Linked DNA regions of Ovis aries: region 1 is linked to region 2. Evidence: chromatin contacts called from public Hi-C data. All regions are on one chromosome and are shown on one strand. The core of a region is the stretch at or near the end of the contact, and the rest is flanking DNA. Distances in the headings are between cores, read along the strand shown.

Region 1 (4,048 bases), core at 239-2,738, 43 kb before region 2:
TAGGTGCTGGGGAAGGAAGGCATCAGTCCTTCCAATGATATTCAGGGTTGATTTCCTTTAGGATTGACTGGTTTGATAAGTAAGACTACCTGCCTTTTGTTGCAAAACTTCCATATAATCTGGCTCTTCCGCTCTCCTCCTCTGAGCAATTCCCTCAGGATCACTTGAGATGCTATCTCCCTGGACTGAAGTCCTAAAAATTCCCACCCAATAAAATGTAAGTCTCAATGCCTGGGTTGTGACTATTATTTAAGTCACAGGCAGATGGGACAGGCGTTGTACCCAGTCCACACACTAGGGGACCAATGGTCCCACGGCTGATGGCAGTGATCTCACTGAGATCGCAGGTGTTCTCACCAGCCCCCTCTGCCCACTGCCCAGATGCAGCACAAAAGAGCTGCTAGTGCCAGACCTTGTCACAGAGCAGGAAGCAGGAGCAGAGATGACACACAACAGGGCCGTGGGAGAACTGGGGGCAAGTCAGAACAGAGGCGAGATGGAGGGAGCCGAGGCCACACGTCCTCAGGGTAAGGACCCAGGCCACACTGCTTCTCCTAGTGGGAGCCCAAGTTACACTCAGCCAAGCCTGGGCTGGGCGTGGAGGCAGTCTGTGGGGCACCACTTGCTTCATGAGCCCTCTGTGTGGCCTGGCCTCCCCCTGCAGGGTCATCACAGCTCTGATTCCTGCAGGAAGAAATGGCCTGTGGTGAGCAAGCACCCTACCAATGGCTGGCCACAGGCTTATCCCCCAGCATCCACAAAGGGTGGTGCAGAGTGAAGACACAGACAAAACACACACACACACACACACACACACACGGCCACCCTCGGTCTCTAGATAGACTGGGAGCACAATTTCCCAGGGAGGAGGACGTCTGTATTAACTCACTCTGACCTTGGGTCACTTGACAGACTTCTCTGGGTTTCAGTTTGACTACTTCTAAAATAAGGGAGTTGAGCCTGGTGATGTCCAAGGTCACCCCAGCTCTGACAATTAGGGATCTTTCCAGAAGACCTGGTAGATTTCCAAAAAACCTCTTAGCAGCCAATGGTTAAATTGGTGAAATCAACACAATCCTCAGAGCCCTTAATAAATCTCTTCTCATACGACTCCCCAAAGGGGTCAGATGATTCCTGCAGACTCTCACAGCCCAAGAGGAAAGGGGATTCCTGGAATTCTCCAGACGCTGGCTCAGCCAGTAATCATCGAGAGCAGACCTCAAAACAACGATCCATCAACATTTCAGCTTCTGGCCACCCTGGGTTTTGCTTAAAAGCCCTTGAGCGCTCCTCTCATTGCAACCTCATTCCCCAAAGCTTGGAAGGAAGGGCCATAAAACAAACCAATAAAACTAAAAGAAAATTGGCAACTTTTTTTTTTTAACCTCATGACGCAAGCCAACAACTTCTTTCTCTTCCTTACAGAGTATAAAGTGCTCCTGTTACAAAAATATTTTTGTTGCTGAATCTGCAGAAGCCACCATGTCTGCCAGCCGCCCAGCACATGCATTTCCAAGGGGCTGAGGCTCACGGGCTGGTCCTCTGTGTCCGATGAAATTTGCTTCAAAGGCTGATGTTGCAGGAACTGGCTGAGACTCAACTAAGTGATTCAATGTGGTCTTCTGGAAGCAGTTATGCTAACCTTTCATTTTGTTTAAGAAATATGCAATGGGAGGAAAAGGGCATGTACCCCAATCACAGCAAGGAGCAATGCCACTGAACTTGCGTGCTTCCTCAGGAACGGCAAAGTAGACCATAGAGTTCAGGGGGATGTCAGCAGCTAAGACTTGCCTGAGACATGGGGGTCTGGCAAGGAGAGAAGTGAGCCCACGAGGGGCTGAGGGACAGTGGATGAACCAGGGATCTGCTACATAATTTGCAGAGCTCAGGACAAAATAAAAATGTAGACTCCCTTGTTCACAAAGTACATAAGAGGTGCCATTAAAGGCACTAAAATATAAGGCTTTTTTCTTTCTTCTACATGCTCTCTCTCTTCATCTGTCCTGATGTTTTTATTTGCTGTTTAGTGTTGTGCTCCCTGGGGCATGAAGTTGTTCATGCGGTGAGTACAGACCCAGAGCCTCAGACTCAGTACTCTGCTCACCAGCTACTGGACAGACCCACGCACTGTGCCCCAAGCAGGGGCTCAGAAGTTGAGCCAGCCCTCTCCCCATCCCAAGGGCCCACTGCCCCAACCCACAGAGGACAGACTACCCCCAAGGGTGCTGCAACTTCCTTTGGTGCCAGGATGCACCAGGTACCTGGATGGGGTGGGTAGGGCTTGGCCCTGCCTTGTTGCCAGCAGAACGAGCTATAGAGTCATCTATCCGCTGCCCAGGATGCTGCAGGGTATACGTACCCCATGTCTGTATGCCCTGGGGAAGGAGGGTAGCTGTGACTGCCATGTGAGGCCAGGGGTCCCAAGGGCCAGAGGAGCAGGGTAGCCAAGAACCCATCTTGGGGAAGTGGGAAGGCAACAAGAAAAGTGGAAAGGCTCCAAGCACCCAGCATATACTCCGCTCATCAGACTTCACTTACAAAGCACAAATTCAAAGATAAAACCCAAATGGAGAGGACATCCCTGGCGGCTCATGGTAAAGAATCCACTTGCCAGTACGGGGGACACGAGTCCAACCCCTGATCTGGGAGGACCTCACATGCCGCAGAGCAACTAAGCCCACGTGTCACAACTCTGGAGCCGGTGCTCTTGAGCCCAGGAGCCAAAACTACTGAAGTCCTCCCATGCTGTGCAACAAGAGAAGCCGCTGCAGTAACAAGCCTGCGCCCTGCCATGGAGAGTAGCCCCCTCACCGCAACTAGAGAAAAGCTCTCACAGCAACGAAGACCTGGCACAGCCATAAATAGTAAAATCATTTAAAAAATTAAAAGAGATCTCAGAGCGTTAATTGGAGAAGGCAATGGCAACCCACCTCCAGTATTCTTGCCTGGAAACATCCCATGGACAGAGGACCCTGCTAGGCTACGGGGGTCACAAAGCCTACCAGGGAGTCCACGGGGTCACAAAGAGTCGGACACGACTGAGCGACTTCACTTTTCAGAGCGTTAAACCCTCAAGCAGGGTTCTCTTCTGTGAATGCACAGGTCCTGTGATCACAAAGCAGCGGTGCCAGGGGAGGAGGAGGCGGACCAAGAATGAGAAGCTTGGGATTCAGATCAGAGAGGGTGGAGGTCATCAGTGATGACAAGGTCAAGGGTACAACCAAGGGAGGGGGGCTGCAGGAAGCAGGTGAGTTGAGAGGCTGAGCCAGGAAGGATCTCCTACATGGCACTGAGATCACAGCATACACAGAACTCGGAAGGACAGTGTCATCAAATTACCACCATCTGTTTCCACAAATTGACATCTTATTGCTGCTGTACCGGGAGGGGAGGAGAAGAGGTTCGATATGCGAGGTGGTGGGTGGGGGTGACTGGAGTGGGGGTGTTCAGGCGGGACAGATAAGAGAAGTGATGGAGAAGGAGGGAAGGAGAGAAAAGAAACAGAGGATGGTTACAGAAAAACAAAAGAGAGAAAAAGCAAATCAACCAACCTAGTCCTCCTCACTGTTTACGCACACCCCCATAATGTCTAGTCTCCCTTAAGCTATATCAAGAAACGCGGGCCTTTCAAAGATCCCCTTACTCTTGCTGTTTAAACCGCAAAAGTCAACATTTTTATATGGAAGCCCAAGGGCCAGCAACTGTATATATTCTCTGGCATCAAGAGGAGGAAAAACATTGTCTCATTGAGTGCAACTTGCCTTCCCCATCCGCCAGCTCCTCTGCTTCTATCCGATGACTTCAAGTTGGCTAATGCTGCTACAATGGTGTTTGACCAATAAATATTTATGAAAATCAAGGGATATGAAAGTGAATATATGAATGAATAAACAAATCAGATCTTAAAAGATCCACTAGGATTCTACAATTGGGATTAGGCCAATACTGGGGGTTAGCCAAGGCCTGGCATTTCAGTTTGGGTAACTGACTCTGGATGCAGCCTGGTTTTCAGTCGTCTATGAGGCTGCAGGCTTGGGGCTCAGGTGAT
Region 2 (4,401 bases), core at 1,258-3,757:
GGGCTCCAATAGTGCCAGTTATTCAGGATCCTGTGCCGTGAGACTACAAACAGTAACAGCTGGCTTGTTTTTGACAAAAAAAAAAAAAAAAAAAAAACATGCAATGTGCTTATTTAAAGTCATCACCTCACACCCAAATTACCGCATGCATCATCCCTCCGCGCCCCGGTGTGGTCTGCTTTCCACCGCTAGCTTCGTCCTATCCAGCTTTTTTGTTTTGTTTTGTTGTTGTGAGCTGCCTGGCTCAGGAACACAACCCAGCCCGTCCTCTCTGGCCCTGGGACTCTGCCTCCCCAGCCACACCAATCTACTCACCAAACAAGGCTGGGCTCAGCCTGCCCCCCAACTCCACTTGGGATGCAGTTTGGGGCCTCCCAAAACTTCCTTTACCCTCCCCAGTGTCTGTTCCCCCAGCAAGGTAAAGCATTGGGTTGCTTCTGAGTAAGGCTGTCTGGGTTCAAATTCCAGCTGAGTGACTTTGGACATGTAATTCACCCTTAGCTGTCCCACCTGTTAAATGGAAATGACTTCCCTCCTCTTGAGGCTGTGAAGGCAGAGTGTGGTCACACGTATAACACACCTAGCCCAGGGACTGGGGCGCCCAGTGGGCACCCAATACACATGCATTGTGATGCCCAAACCCAGAGTGGGCAGGTTCACTTCTCTCTGGAATACTCTCCTCCACCCTCTAACTAGGCTGTTTCCTGAGGGCACAGGTTCTGCGTTTCACCCGTACGGCTCTGGCACCCTCCTCCCCAGATCGGTCAGCCTCTGCCGGCCCGGTCGGTCCTAGACCGTTTGCCTACCAAGAAAACCTAGCCCAGCTGCCCGGTGCTGGGCTCCCCTCTTCCCGTTTCCATGCACTGCCCGCGATGAGGAGGCAGCCTTCAGGCTGAGGGCAAGTGCCCTGCCAAGCAGGGCTGGCCCGTCCCCACACCGCTGGATTGGCCGGAGCTGAACTCAGCATTGTTTTTCCATATGGTCTCTGGGACTGGAGAGAAGCATCCTTCGGGAAGGTCCCGCGAGAGAGTTAGAGGATGGCTCCACCCTTCGCTCCCCCCACTCCCAACTCCCTGGCCAGGACGGGTCTTATTGATACAGAAAAGATGCTTCAGGAGGGAAAGGGCTCCACTTTTCCCTCACCCCTAACGCGCTCCCCTCACCCTTGCCTCTGCCTTTCCCCTGATCCACGCTCAGCTTATTCAAATCGAGCCACTTTCATTTTTGTGCGGTTGGCTCAAAACCCGGGAAGCGACGCTGGCATCAGTGCCTGCTACACCTCCTTAAACCGGTACTTGACCGGGAAACCCTGGGGCGGGGAGAAACTGGGGAGCCCCAAGGGCATGGCCACCTCTTTCAAATGAAAAGTTAAAAAAGTTTTCCACCAGGAGATCGCTAATGTGAAACATGAACCCTGTTCATCTTAAGGGGGTGGAGGGTGGAGGGGGGGGGCGGATGAAGAGAAGGAAGGGAAAGCCACAGAAATGAGACTCTGTGGTCCCAACCCCGGGTCTCACTCAGCACTGGACACTTTTCCCAGCCCCGAACTTCTCAATCCTCTTTATGCCCACATTCCCGTCTTGTTTGTCCCCCAGGCCCTGGCACGGTGTGGTTCCCCGCGGGGCAACCAGCAGGCGGCCATGGGCCGGAGGCCCCGGCACCGGGTTCCCAGAGAAGGGGGGGTGGGCTTCGGGATAGAGTAGGGCCAGGGACCGCCACGCGCGGAACGACCTTGGGCTGAGCGCAAAGCTCGGTTCCGAGGGAGCCCGCGGATCGCTACCACCCCGGGGGTCGGTGTCCGCCTCTCCCAGCCAGTGGGTGCCCCCGGAAGACCCAACAAAGCTTCGCGCCCCCTCTCCCGGCCCGTCCGTCCCTCGGGGCCGGGATGTCGCGACCCTGGAGCTCCCGGAGCGCCGGTACCTTGGCCGCAGGCGCCGCGCTGCAGGACGATGACCGGCGGCTGATGCAGCCGCTCGGAGCGACGGCTGGCGGCGCGCAGCTGGCACAGGTTGGTGTAGGTTTTGGCGTCGCTGCCGCACACCGGCTCGTTGCTGGCGCACACGCAGAGGCCAGATTGCGCTCGCCGCCGCACCGTGGCCGAGCCGGGCACCCCGAAGGGCACCACGCACTGCAGCCCCTCGCCGCAGGGGCCCTCTTGCAGGCCGCACTCGGCCCCCTCGGGCGCGCCGCACACTTCGCAGCAGCCGCACGCGTCGCGGACGCGGCCGCCCTCGCAGGATCCCGGCGGCGGGGCGCAGCGCGCGGGGTCGCAGCGCTCGGGACACACGGCGGCGCCCGGCGCCGAGCGGCCGGCCCGGGCCGGCTGCGCCGAGGCGGGCGCGGCTAGCAGCAGCAGCAGCAGCAGCAGCGGCGGCGGCGGCGGCGGAAGGAACGGGGCGCGCGGGGGCTGCATGGCGACTCCGACGGCGGCAGCGGCGGCGGCGGGCTGGGCGAGGGCCGGAGAGCGGCTAAGGGCAGAGCGCGGGAGGGACTCGGGACGAGCGAGTGCGCGCGGCCGCGCGGCCCAGCCCATTGGCCTCGCGGCGGTGACGAGCCGCCTTGGGGACGGGCACGGCGCCCGGGAGGGGGGCCGACCGGATGGCGGGGGGGGCGGTGCGGGCGCGGGGGGGCAAGCGGGCGAACCGGGGACCGCCCGCGGCGGGGCAGGGCGGGCGCGGTGGGTCGTGGGCGCGGGCGAGCGGGCGGGGCGGCGCGCGGGTGGGTCCGCCCGCTCGCGGGGCTCTGCTTCCCGGTCTCCGCTCCCCACGTAGCCGCTTCTCGCGGCTTTCTCCACCGCCACTCGGGACCTTAAAACCAAAAAGAGGCTTCGCACAGAGGAACCCGCGCGGGGCCGGCGCGCGAGCGCCCGGGAAAGTTCCCGCAAACTGCCGAGTTGGGGACCCGCCCGGCCGCGGGAGGGGCCGTGGCTCAGACCCCGGGCCGGGTCACGCGCTCCAGGGCAGGAAGGCGAACATCTCTCTGGAACTGACCCCTGCGCTCAGCACGCGCGACCGTGACCACGGACACCCCCCAGCGAAGAAGGCGGGGCTCGGGGGGCTGGCACAAAGCCAGCGCCCAGACCCGCCGGCAAGTGAAAAAGCAGAGAGCAGAAATGGTTAGCATATAGTCATGCGAGCCATTTAAAAAGTTACGGGTGGGATGCGTGCTTGTGCCTGCCCAGAAGGGCTAGGGAAGGAGACGCGAGAGACTGCGAGGGGCAGGGGGGCGGGAGTTGGTCGCGGGCGGGAGAGGGGCTTTGTACTGATTGAGTCTTTCACCACGTGCGTGATTCTCTCCAAAGGCTATTAAATAAAAGGGCTCGCCTTTGATCTCCTACTCGAGTCTTCGGTGCATCATTTGGGACAGTAGTTAATCTAGGCGTGCCCAGGAGGAGCAAGGGCAACTCCGGAGGTGGTCCCCGTGCCTGGGAGGTGCTAGGCCCGCAGATGGGCAAAGCTGGCACTGGAGGAGCCGGGAGGAGGAGGGCTTGCGCAGCCCTGAGCCAGGGCAGAGGCGCCTAGGGGTGGCTGGTTGGGCACTGGGCTGGCCTTAGAGGGAAGGTAGTGGTGGAGGCTTAGCAACTTTTTGCTGTTCTTCTGTATTTCATTGTTCCCTAGGGTACGGGGTAATTTTCCAACAAAAATAGTTTAACCGTAAAATCTGAATATGTAAACTCCCCCACCACCACCATGGAGAAAGCACCTCCCAAATGTAAGACATGTTAGCGTCCAGGGTCCAGAGGGGTCCCTGGGCCCAAGAAACTGGCCAGCAGGAGGTCCGCATCCTGGGGCATGACAAGATGTTTTGGTCTTGTCCTGAGTGTCTGGACCCCACGGCAGTATTTCCTGAAGCCAGGACCTCACCTTGTGGGAAGGGAGGCCTGCGCTCAAAATTGACTCAGCCCCAGATTTGGAGGGTGCGGGAAGGGGTAATACCTCTGCTGATTAGAGGCTCCAAGTGCTCAACTGGCTGAGACTACCCAAAAAAGAGGAGCTTGGCCTGGTGTCACAGAGGAATAATATGCAAAGTCTATCAGGAAATAAAAAGACTCTCCCTGCTGTAGTCCAGCCAGCAGATGAGATAAACGGGCTCACCACGGTGAAGAGATTGGTGAAAACTTCTTTTCATCCAATACTTGTATTTTACAGATGAGAAAACTGGAGGCCAGAAAGGATAGGTGACTCCCAGGAGCCAGCACCCCTTCTAAACAGGCCATGCTCGGTGGCCCCCATTCTCTACCCTCCAGCCAAGTGGCCAGGCCACAGAGTGAACTAGCTGATTCAAAGCAAAACGTGACCACAGCTTATCCAAGCTCCTTCCTGGCAGAGAATAAGTCCCTGAGTGTCCCACTGAGTCCCCATCACCCTCTCCCCCCAATTCTTCACTCCGTTCCTCCCTGCT

What was found. Hi-C and Micro-C count contacts between places; a contact is called where the count stands out from the background.
Region 1: a contact with region 2 is called in a Hi-C map of skin fibroblasts, with 2.3 times the contacts expected there. The contact joins the enhancer-like site here to the promoter of HTRA1 in region 2. A contact is called at or near these places in 4 of 16 Hi-C or Micro-C datasets (hypothalamus, omental adipose tissue, skin fibroblasts and 1 more).

Annotation. Positions count from the first base shown.
Region 1 is chr22:41,848,436-41,852,483 of ARS-UI_Ramb_v3.0, reverse strand. All of the region lies in intron 3 of HTRA1 (HtrA serine peptidase 1), which reads right to left. Among named protein-coding and RNA genes, the nearest start is that of HTRA1, 43 kb to the right of the region's middle. Within about 2 kb of position 1,488, at least 4 of the 54 cell types and tissues checked have an H3K27ac peak or open chromatin away from gene starts, as enhancers often do.
Region 2 is chr22:41,805,949-41,810,349 of ARS-UI_Ramb_v3.0, reverse strand. It overlaps HTRA1 (HtrA serine peptidase 1), which reads right to left and starts at 2,507. Exons shown (of 9, transcript XM_027960635.2): 1 at 1,921-2,507. The coding sequence starts at 2,413.